Linked DNA regions of Gossypium hirsutum: region 1 is linked to region 2. A link is a contact called in public Hi-C data. All regions are on one chromosome and are shown on one strand. Each heading gives the region's core, a stretch centred on a gene start, on an enhancer-like site or on the middle of the called end of the contact. The rest is flanking DNA. Distances are from core to core; before and after follow the strand shown.

What was found. Hi-C and Micro-C count contacts between places; a contact is called where the count stands out from the background.
Region 1: a contact with region 2 is called in a Hi-C map of fibers, with 2.4 times the contacts expected there. The contact joins two enhancer-like sites. A contact is called at or near these places in 13 of 34 Hi-C or Micro-C datasets (anther, callus, cotyledon and 4 more).

What each region holds. Positions count from the first base shown.
Region 1 is chrA11:27,310,269-27,316,328 of Gossypium_hirsutum_v2.1, reverse strand. No RefSeq gene overlaps it. Among protein-coding and RNA genes, the nearest start is that of LOC121210719, 67 kb to the left of the region's middle. Within about 2 kb of position 4,593, at least 9 of the 9 cell types and tissues checked have an H3K27ac peak or open chromatin away from gene starts, as enhancers often do. A contact at or near this core is called in cotyledon, fibers, hypocotyl and 1 more, where this site is marked.
Region 2 is chrA11:27,264,782-27,270,174 of Gossypium_hirsutum_v2.1, reverse strand. No RefSeq gene overlaps it. Among protein-coding and RNA genes, the nearest start is that of LOC107958417, 27 kb to the right of the region's middle. Within about 2 kb of position 2,299, at least 9 of the 9 cell types and tissues checked have an H3K27ac peak or open chromatin away from gene starts, as enhancers often do. A contact at or near this core is called in cotyledon, fibers, hypocotyl and 1 more, where this site is marked.

The DNA.
Region 1 (6,060 bases), core at 3,344-5,843, 44 kb before region 2:
AATCTATATATTGCATTATATCCATTCACTACTTACGTTTAATTAATAAAATCTTATAACCATCATACGTATATAAATGATAAACACTTGTAATCATAATCACTTTACACATGTACCAAGCATGCAAAATCTTAAATAATATGGCAAGTCTAAGTGTTATACACGCATATCATAGCTTAATACATAAATGAATTTAAGAATTTGTATTAAGCACATTACTTTCTCTTTTACTCAAAATTTTTTTATGATTTTTTTAAGAATACAATGACTTCAACCAAATATACATATCATCAAACAGATCAAATGTATATTATGTTTACGCACTTGACATAGACTTAATATAAAACTAGACATTTATACTTATAACTTTCTCCTTATGAATGCTTTCTACCTGCGCATTTAACCAAAATCCAAAGCTAAACTCATCATTAAAATTCTAAATACATATCAATTAGCTAACTAGATTATCCATGAACCATATACATTATTGAAACATTGCCGCATATAAAGTTTACTATCACATAATAATAAACACACTAAACATGCATTATACATTTACTCTTTCTTGGCCGAAACCTGCTGTTTAAGAATCACATGCAAAACCAAACATCCAACTTCAATTACTAATCAACGAGTTCATTAAACATTGGACTAAAGATTTATAAGACCAAGCCTAACATAACACGCAAGCTACTTTCAAAGCATATGACACTCACCTCACATACTTTGCATTCAAAGCAAGCAATTTAATAGTCAAGATTAATTAAAACCTTACTTAACATAATCGGATACTTATATAATAACTTAGCCATTTTCGCATGGCATTATACATAACCAACCTTCATCATTTTTTTTTCAAAATATAATCCAGCCTATACATGCCATAATTTAAGTTTAGCTAATAAGGTACCAAAACAGTAGATAGTGTGATGAACTTGGCTGACAATCCCCGAGCTTGAAACTTGGCTTCAAAATCTATAAAACCAAAAATCATATACACAAGTAAGCTAACATAGCTTAGTAAGTTTAAAACAAATAAACAACTTAGTAATATAAGCAAATTGATTGAACTAGCCGAATTATATTATCATTATCCATGCTCAAACGTAAGTCTATAAACGAAGTAAAATAATACATTCTATGCACCATTATTATTATAGCCGAATGTTCACCTAAATTATTTAGTCGGGATTATTCAACTTTCAAACCAAGACATCAAATAAAATCACATACACATTTACACATTCAAATAAACTCAAGAAAACATAACATGACATTTAACACACACAATTTCCTATGTAGCCAAATATATACAATTACACATATGTATATATACATAGTTAAAAACCTTTTTAATAAAACTTAAGTTACTCATCTTCAAATTGAAATTATATATTATACCCATACATGTTCACTAATAAGTTCATATACAACTTGTAACATAAATAACTTAGCTTGCTTACCTTGTTTCTATAAATAATAGATTATTACATACCTGACCGTTAAGCTCACATTTCATATTTATTCACAACTTATTCATGCCCGATGAACCATTCGAAATTGAGTAGGACACTCGAATTATCACACACATATCGATGCCACTATCCCAGACAGGGTCTTACTTGTAAACAAATATCGAAATCACATATCGATGCCATGGTCTTACTCAAACACAGATGTTAGAATCCTATGTCATGACATATGTATCCTAACTATTCCTAAGGTTCATACAGGGCTTTCGGACATCATAACTCGGTCGAGACGAATTCGAAAATGTAGTAATCCATCATTTTCACATTCGGCTTTAGTAATTATAAATTCACACATTTGATAACAGCAAGTATCTCTAGCATTTAACTAAAATTAAATTCGTTTATTTGTTTATAAACTTACCTCAGACGTCGTAAGACGGAATCGGACAGCTAGTCGACAACTTTTCTCTTTCCCCGATCCAAATCCAATTTTTTTAGTTCTTGATCTAAACATATTCAAATTAAGCTCATTCAAATATATTTTCATTCAATTTAGTCTAAAAACACATAAATAGGAAAATTACCATTTTACCCCTAACATTTACAATTTTTACAATTTAGTCCCTATTGTACAAAACACAAAATACACAAAATTTCACAACACCCAAGTTAGGTCGATTAGTACCCATGCTTATACAAGTCCACATATTTTATCAATTTCACATTTTAGTCCCTCAAATTATTATTTTGCAATTAAGTCCTAATTACTCAAAATCATCAAAAACTCCAATACAAAATGTGTTAATCTAAAACATATCTTTCATTTTTCATCATCAAACAACAAAAATCACAAGCTATCAATAATGGCACAACTCAAAATATTCATCAAAATAAAAAATTCAAGCATGGGTTTTGTAGTACTCGAAGCAACGATCTCAAAAACGTAGAAATTATCAAAAACCGATAAAGAACGAACCTTTAATTTAGCTTGCAAGATGGCCAAACCCTAGTTCTTTTTCTTTTTCTTTCTTATTCATGGTTTCGGTGGATGATAATATATGAACATAACTTAATTTATTTTTATGTTATATAATATATAATAACTTAACATTATTTTATTATATTTTTTTTAACCTTAGTGTAAAACATTATTTTATTGCCCATTACCGTCCACCCATTTTAATAATGGCCTATTTACAACTTAAAGTCTCTCATTCAATAAGCCAACATCAATTTGACCCTTATACTTAAAACCATCAAATTTTAAATTTACGCAATTAAGTCCTTTTATTTAATCGGACACCTAAACGACGAAATTAAATCACGAAAATTTCACAGATATAAAGTCACACAAATAAAAACAGAAAATAATTTTTAAATATTTTTCTGACTCGGATTCGTGGTCCCGAAACCACCGTTCTGATTAGGGTCTAAATCGGGTTGTTACACACGCCCGTGTGCCCAAGGGACACGGCCGTGTGGATTGACAAAAATCCCTAAATCGACCACATGGTCGTGTGACCAAACCATGTGGCACCAAATTTTGCTCAAAAACCCTAATTCCTAACTGTACACGACCGTGTGGACCGCCCGTGTGGAGGCACACGCTTGTGTGGCCACCCGTGTGGTCACAAAACCACCCTAAAACAAGTTGTAGAACAAGCGTCCATTACTGAAACTACCTCCCAGCCCTTAATAATTTAGAACTGTACAAAAAACGCACCCAAATTCAAACCGTTTCACAGAAATTGACCCTTCGATTTGTCACTTCCAAAACACACAACTATGTCAAATTTCACACAAGCAAATCGACGATTTGATTCAAAAAGAAAGAGTCTAAGATCACACGCGAAATTACAGAATACCACAGAATTGAATCAACCATTCGCATATAAATTAAAAGAGTTTCGAAACCCACACATGATTTGCGATTAATGATGTCCCAACACTGACTCGACAACAAGGAAAACAAACTCTCCAAAATCCGTAAGCAAAAATCCTTTCCCAAAAAAAAAGAAGAGAAAAAAAACCAGGGAGAGGGAAAGGGAGAGGAGAACGTGAAAAACAAGCAGTAATCAAAAAAAGAAAAAAAGAAAAATAAAAGTAATCTTAATAATAAAACTAGTTATTAATTAAAAACTTAAAACCAGTTTACTATTTAATAAAATAAAAACATATCACTTAAAACGCAAACCCAAGGACTCAAACCTAGAACCCAGAGGCAAATTAACACATAACAAACCACCAGACCAACAAACTCATTCTGTCATTTCAACGCACAACTAAAAACAATAGCACAACCTACTCATTGACCATAGCCACAAACCTTAAAACTTCTAACCCAGAATTCGGGGTTTTACATCTCAACTGTGTGAGTCACACGGCCTGGCCACACGGCTGTGTGACCTTTGTAGTTTTGAAAATTTTCACTTTTTCTTGAAAAATTCTATATGTTTTCGATTTAGTCCCAACTTGTTTCTAATGTGTTTTTAGGGCCTCGAGGGCTCGTATAATGGACAATATGTATGTTATTGATTGATTTTGCTATGATTGATGTAGTGAATTGAATGTTTTAAAATTTTTATTTTGTAACGTAAACTCCAGTAATGCTCCGTAACCCTACTCTAGTGACGAATACGGGTTAGGGTGTTACACTACCAGCAATAGAAACAACAAGAATCGAGTCTCGATTCTCTTTGGAAACCACCGTAATATGTTTTTCGAGATCAAGCAGTCCATCTTTAACCCCTACCTCCATTTCAATAGGTCCTTCAAAGGTTAGATTATAGTGTGAAAAATTCACACTTGGAACATCGGAAGAAGGGTTCCTACCATTCGCATTTGTAGAAACCCCTGACCGAAAACTCCCCCACAATCTAAAATAGAATTAAGAGTACCTTGGCCTAAATTCAAATGGGCTTTCTCTAAATTATTCAACCCATCAGAATCTATCCCATCCAAAAAATCTCTATTTTCTTTTTGGGTCATCGCCGAACTTGAAGAGCTTATTTTCCCGGTACCATTCAGTTGGATGGGTTTTTTTAACTTGGGCTTTAGCTGATGGAACAGCCCCTTCCACGCTGTTATAAACTCGTCCACCAAAAAGACTTCGGTCCAACTTCCCACCATTTTTACCTTTGTCCAAAAAGCCATTGGACCCTAGCTCCAGCCCAACTTTCCTACCCTTATTAATGATCCCAGATATTTCTTCATCCAAATCTTTTATCCTCTGTCCCTTAAGTTTTCTCCCCAGCCCCTTTGCTTTCACCATTTCCCTTGATGGATAGGACTTTGAAATGAGATCCACTAGATCTATTCCCCAATTTCTGGCTCTAAAACCCCGATCTTCCCTGGATATTTTCCTTGATTTCTTCTCCACCAACACCCAAGGGCCATAGTTCACCGAATCAACCTCCCTATTTGTTGACCCTATTGCCGCATCGGATTCTCCGATTCTAACTCCAGCAGATTGCTCTCCCTCTTCCACCACAACCATTTTAGCAGTTGGACACAACTCATTTCCATGGTTGTACCGATCGCAAGTAAAGCACACCACCGACAAAGATTCGTACTCAATGTGTTGGAGAATGCCATTGATCAGAATCTGAGAAATCAGGGATTTATCTAGATTGACAAACACGACCATCCGAGCGAACCTACCCCTAGCCCTATTATCAGTATTAAAATCCAACCCCACAACTTTCCCCACCAATTCTCTAATCTCCAATAGAATTTTCCAGTTATACAAGTGACCCGGAAGACCAGGGAGGCGAATCCAAAACTTAACCAAGCTCAGGTATGGTTTTGCAGGGTCAAGGTTCGTTGACCAAGGCTGGATCGTTAGGTACTAGCCAAAAACAATCCAATTTTCTTAGTTCAAAACTCTATCATAATCATCTTTGCTTTGGAATTTAACTAAATAATATCTATTTTCAATGTCTATTAGGTGAAAAAGCATCCAAGGTCTCCACAAGTTGGATATTCTGTTTTGGAGAGTCGTAAATCCAATATTCTGGCCAAGTAGCTTAATCACGACCGTCAAAGCCATATCCTTAACTAGTAGCTGGTTAACATTTTCAAAAAAATCAATTGATGAAGTTCTGTTAATATCCAATTTCTTGATATCTCCCTCAACAAATTCCAGATCAGACTCCCTGCCCAACTTTAGTATTTCAGTCAGCCCTCCCTTGGTTGATGACCCTCCCAAGAGCTTATCTTTCCAAGTCACTGTCGGTGTAGGATCCAAATCAACCATAATTGATAAGTCTGAAGCCATCTGCTGCTCCTTAAGATGGACCTTTTTAGTAGAAAGATCATCAGGTAGGCCACCGTCATCTTCCTCACCAATGATCTCAACAGAGGAATCCACAACCTTTGTCATTCAAGATGTCATTGCATTTTTTAAATTATCTTAAGAGAGGTTAATTGAGTTTTTTTAAAACTATTTGGAAGCGTTTTTTAGCATAAAAGTTATAAAAATTAGAGAAATTATAGAAATTTATAAAACTATAAAAAAAAGTTATAGAAAATTATATTAAATTTTTTAAATAATAAATTAATAAAAATTATTGAAATGTTACAAAATAAA
Region 2 (5,393 bases), core at 1,050-3,549:
ACACCAAACATCCTAAAACAAAAAAGAGAGTGGACAATAAAGCTTTTGCAAAAATTTCGAAAATCTTAAAACTAAAATTTTTACAACACCCATTTTTCAATATTTATTTCTTTTAACTCTTCATTTTAAACTATATCATATAAAATTTGATATCTCATTTAACAGTAAAATTGATGATTTTAGTAATGGAAGGATCATATTGATATAATCTCGATAGTTTAGAGATGTAATTAAAATATTTTAAAGTTTAGGGATCAATTTAGAATAAAAATTATAGTTTGAGATGTATAATGCAATTAACTTTTAATTTTACTAATATAAAATTAGGTTTATAATATAAATTCAATATTTATAACATTCATTTTAACCCTATTTTTTATTTTATCAAACAACGTTATAGATTCTATGTTTTTTTTGTACTTTTAATCATCTATCTAAAATATATTTTATATTTTTTAATTTTTATTTTTTATTTTTTAAAAATTTAATGTTTTAGAACTTATAAATAATTTATATTTTTAACTTTTAAATATTTGATAACTAATTTTCTTTCCAGTGTGATGCACAAGTTTCATGTGTGTATAAATTTATTAATACATTTAAAAGTTTAATAAAATAATTAATCACTAATTACAACCATATGAAAAACAATTCAAACATAAAAATATAGATATATAGATAGATAAACATAATTGAATTTAAAAAAAATCCAGGAATTATAAATTGAATGAATTTAAGATCAAACTGAATTATAAAATATTAAATTGAAGCAAATGAGGACTAAAGCATAAGACTATCAAATTATGAAGGACCTAAATCGAAATTAACCTGTGACCTAAAAATTCTAATTCCAATCCACATGATTGGTCAGCCTATGCGGCAAACTTCCCATGCAATTTATTAATCTTTATATTATATAAAACCAACTCTTAAAACAACTTTAAGAGTTAATAGAAGTATTTTAGATAATATAAAAAATATTTTATAACTTAATAATCACAAATTAAATATTTTGTGAAAAAATATTATATATATTTACTTTTTTATTATTAATCTATATATCTATATCTATATTTATATTTATATATAATAGTAAAAATTTGCAATAAATATAAGTAATCAATTGCAAAAGTCATAATTATGGATAATATGAAAAAATGCATTAAATATTGGTAGGTAATTGAGAAAAAAATCACTGTTAATAATAAGAATTAATCGATTGAGTCTTAATTCGATTGGCATAGATTTGAATGCGTCGAAGTACATTAATTATTTTAAAAAAGATAAATATAATCAAAATTTATAATAAAATTGTTTAAAATAAATGAATAAATAAAAAGATATTAATTAAAATGTATTAAAAAGCTGAAGTCATAATTAGCAATATATTGAAAAACCATAGTTACCAACTTTTATTTTGATTTAGAGTTATAATGGATATATATATATATACTATCATTCTATGATAATTTTTCATTATTTTAATTAAATCAAATTTTTATATCATCGATACTATTGAATATAATATATAACAATCCTTATAAACCAATAGAAATATATATGGATTTTATAGTGATACTAAAATTAGTTTTTGGAATTTAAAGAATAAATATATTTATAATTTAGATACAAGTAAACAAAAAGTTGCAGCATTAATTGATTAATTTAAATTCATTCTCTAATTTCTTATTTAAGATTATTTTAGTAAATTATGAATATATAATTTTAGTAATAATAATTACTCTAAAAAGATATTAACTTTGGCTACTCATATATACTTTTGAAGAAACTTTAATACCAACCTCTTACTAATAAAGCAAACATCAATTAACAAATGAAAAACAATTTTCAATCAAATGTAAAAATTATCATGTTCTTAACCTTTTCGAAACTATGGTTGAAATCGCCCATGTCAATATTCACACATAGGTGACCAACATCTTGGCGTCTCAGCTATCACCAACCCACACTTGCTTTTCCCTCCAGATCCAAACCAATTAGTTTTGTCGCATCCGGGGCAAATTCAGAATAAATATTTAGAGGGGGTCAGATAAAATTTTAATTTTTTATAGTTTATATTTTTATTATTTGTAAAAGATTAAATCAAATTTTTATAATTTTAAGAGGGGCCAAAGTGTAATTTTACATTTACTAATTTAAAATTTTTAAAAAAATTTTAAAGACTAAAAGAATAAATTTACATTTTAGGGGGGCGGGGCCATGCCAGCTCCCCCCTCCCCCCAGCTTCGCTCTTGGTCGCATCAATCATCATCTATTCTAGTCATCATCTATTCTAGCACATCTTATATCTGCTGTGCGTATAGAGTCATCTATTCTAGCAGATTTTATATCTATTGTGCGTATGGAGTAGAAGAGAGCAAATTATTATACTAAAGATTTATAAGTTTTAATTCCAAAAAAAACTTAGAGGGATTTAAGTTCAACAAATTACACACAACCAAATATATTTTACTGCAAAAAAAAAATGAAAATAATCTTATGAAAGAATGACAATTTTTAGAATAATTTAAAAGTAGAGAAATCACATTTATTTATAGTACTTTACAATCTTATATTTTTTAGATGCGAAACTCATATCCACATGGTTGCAAGTCCAAAGTGATGCAATTCATTTTGTTGCTCTAAGTGAAACCAAAGAAGAAGTGGGCCAAAAGTGAGTCTTAAAGTTTTGAAACCCATTACTAACTCTGGTGGGCTATTGTTAGGGAAATGCCGAAAAGGTTTGGATGATGGGGCAAAAATGGGTAAGGTTTTAGAATTGGCTGGTGAGAACCCATTTGGATTTCAGGCTGTCCAAATCAAGGCCCTTTTAGATGGTAAAAAGAACAAAGCAGTGAGAATTATTCAGGCAAGGCAGACTACTTCGGGGCTTGGGGTCGATTCTGTAAACTTCAACTTCGGTGAGTCAAGCATGGTCAGTGAAAGCATGGATCAGAGGTCGACACTAGTGGATGAGTTGGCGCAAACAAGACCGGCAGAAATGGAGTTCAGGGGTTCAGAATAGTCCTTGGTAGAGCTCGGAACAGTCATGAGAGAGATTATTGATAACATTAAGCACGACAACAAGCTAGTGAAGAAGCAATGGTGGTTGAGGATTTGGCTGAAACCGTGGGCGGGCAAGCAGAAGTTAACTGCTAATTTGATTTGTTTTTCGTTGACTTGTTACCATTATATTTTTTTATGGACACAAGATTAATGTTTTGGAATTGCATGCGTACTGGTGATCCTAGGTTTCATAATTTTGTGAGGGAATACATGCGAGATTTTAATATTGATTTATTTTGTCTTGTGGAAACCCAGATCAGTGGAAATAAAGCTGATGATAGAATTGGGAGACTGGGATATCAAAATTCATTTCGAATTGAATCTATTGGTTTTGTTAGGGTTATTTGACTTTTATGGAATGATAACATACATATGGAAACCATCCATCTACATGCTCAAGTGATCCACATAAGAGTTTGTAGCAAGAAAGGAGCGACTAGTTTCATGTGTTCAGCAGTTTACGCGAGTCCTCAAGCTAAGGTTCTGGACCTAATTGTTGAATCTGTTAATGAGCCTTGGCTTATAGCGAGTGATTTTAATTCGATTTTGGATAGTTCGAACAGGAAAGAAGGTGCAGCTCGTGTGGTATTTGGTTGTGATTTATTTCAAGGTGTTGTTTTCAATCATAGACTCTAGGATATGGGGTTTTGGGGGCCTTGATTCACATGGAATAGAGGGAATTTGTTTCAGCGTTTGGATAAGGCTCTATGCAATTCGAAATGGAAGGATTTTGCACCAAACTATTCAGTTCGACATCTACAGAGATTAAAATCTTACGACCGATCTTAGTGGCTTTTAGATCAGAAAATAATGTGGTGGTCAACGACCGTTCAGATTTTTTGCAAGTTGGCTACTTCATTTAGAATTTAGGTACATTCTTAACACACATTCGAGGAGTGATCTTGAGGTAGATTCGAATTTGGATCAACTCATGGCGGTGTTACAGAACTGGAATAAGGTCTATGGGAACATTTATACTCGAAAGAAAGACCTGGTGTCGGAGCTTAGTAGAGTTCAAAGGATTTTGGAGGTTAGGCGATCATCACACTTGGTCTCAAGGGAGGCTAAAATACGAGGAGAAATTGATGATTTGTTAAATCATGAGGAACTTCTTTGGTTCCAAAAGTCACGTACTGCTTGGTTAGAGAATGATGATAGAAACACAAAGTATTTTCATGGTCGAACGATGGCGAGACGGAGAGCTAACAAAGTTGAGGGCCTTAAAATAGATGAGGGGCGATGGTGTTTCGATGATGAAGTGTTAAAACAACATGCAGTTGATTTTTTTCCAAAAATCTTTACAAAGCAGAGACACCTGTAATAGGGACGTTTTCGTGCAGAGGTATGCTTGTTATTTCTATCTATGACCGAGAAATTTTGTTAGTAGTGGCTAGCGATGAAGAAATAAGACGAGCAGTATTTAGTATGGCACATCTGAAAGCACCGGGTATTGATGGTTATCATGCGAAGTTTTATCAGTCACAATGGGATATTATTAGGGAATTTGTTTGTTCGATGCTTCGGAAGGTTCTTGAAGGGCATAGGCTAGATCGAAAGATTAACAAAACTTTGATTGTGTTGATTCCGAAGATTCAAGGATCTAAGATCATTTCTCAGTTTCAGTCAATCAATTTATGTACGATTTTATATAAAATTATCACTAAAAATATAGTGAATAGACTTCATCCGATCATGGAAAGTATACTTAAACAGAACCAAGCAAGCTTTAGGAATATTTCTAATAATATAATTATTACGCAAAAAGCTATTCAAGCCATGAAGATAATTAAAGGGAGGAATTGTTGGATGGCCTTAAAGCAGGAGCGCAGCCGGGGGGCTGGCATGGGCCCCGGCCCCCCTTAAAATGAAAAATTTTATTTTAGGTTCTTGAAATTTTTTAAAAATTTTAAATTAGTAAAGGTAAAATTACACTTTGGCCCCCCTAAAATTATAAAAATTTAATTTAATCCTTTACAAATTATAAAAATATAAACTATAAAAAATTAAAATTTCATCTGCCCCCTAAAAAAAATTTTTGGCTTCGCCCCTGCCTTAAAGGTAGATTTAGAAAAAGCTTAGATAGAACTTGATGAGATTTTTTTAGAGATAATCTTATGGATGCAGGGTTTCCGTCTTTGTTAGTTAATGTCATCATGGAGTGCGTTTCTACCTCAACTCTACAGGTCCTTTGAAACGGTGCAATTTTGCAACTATTTTCTCCAACACGTGGTGTAAGACAAGGAGACCCTCTTTCACCATATCTATTTGTATTATGAATGGAATGCTTCGTCCATTTAATTGAGAAATCGATTGAAATGAATATGTGG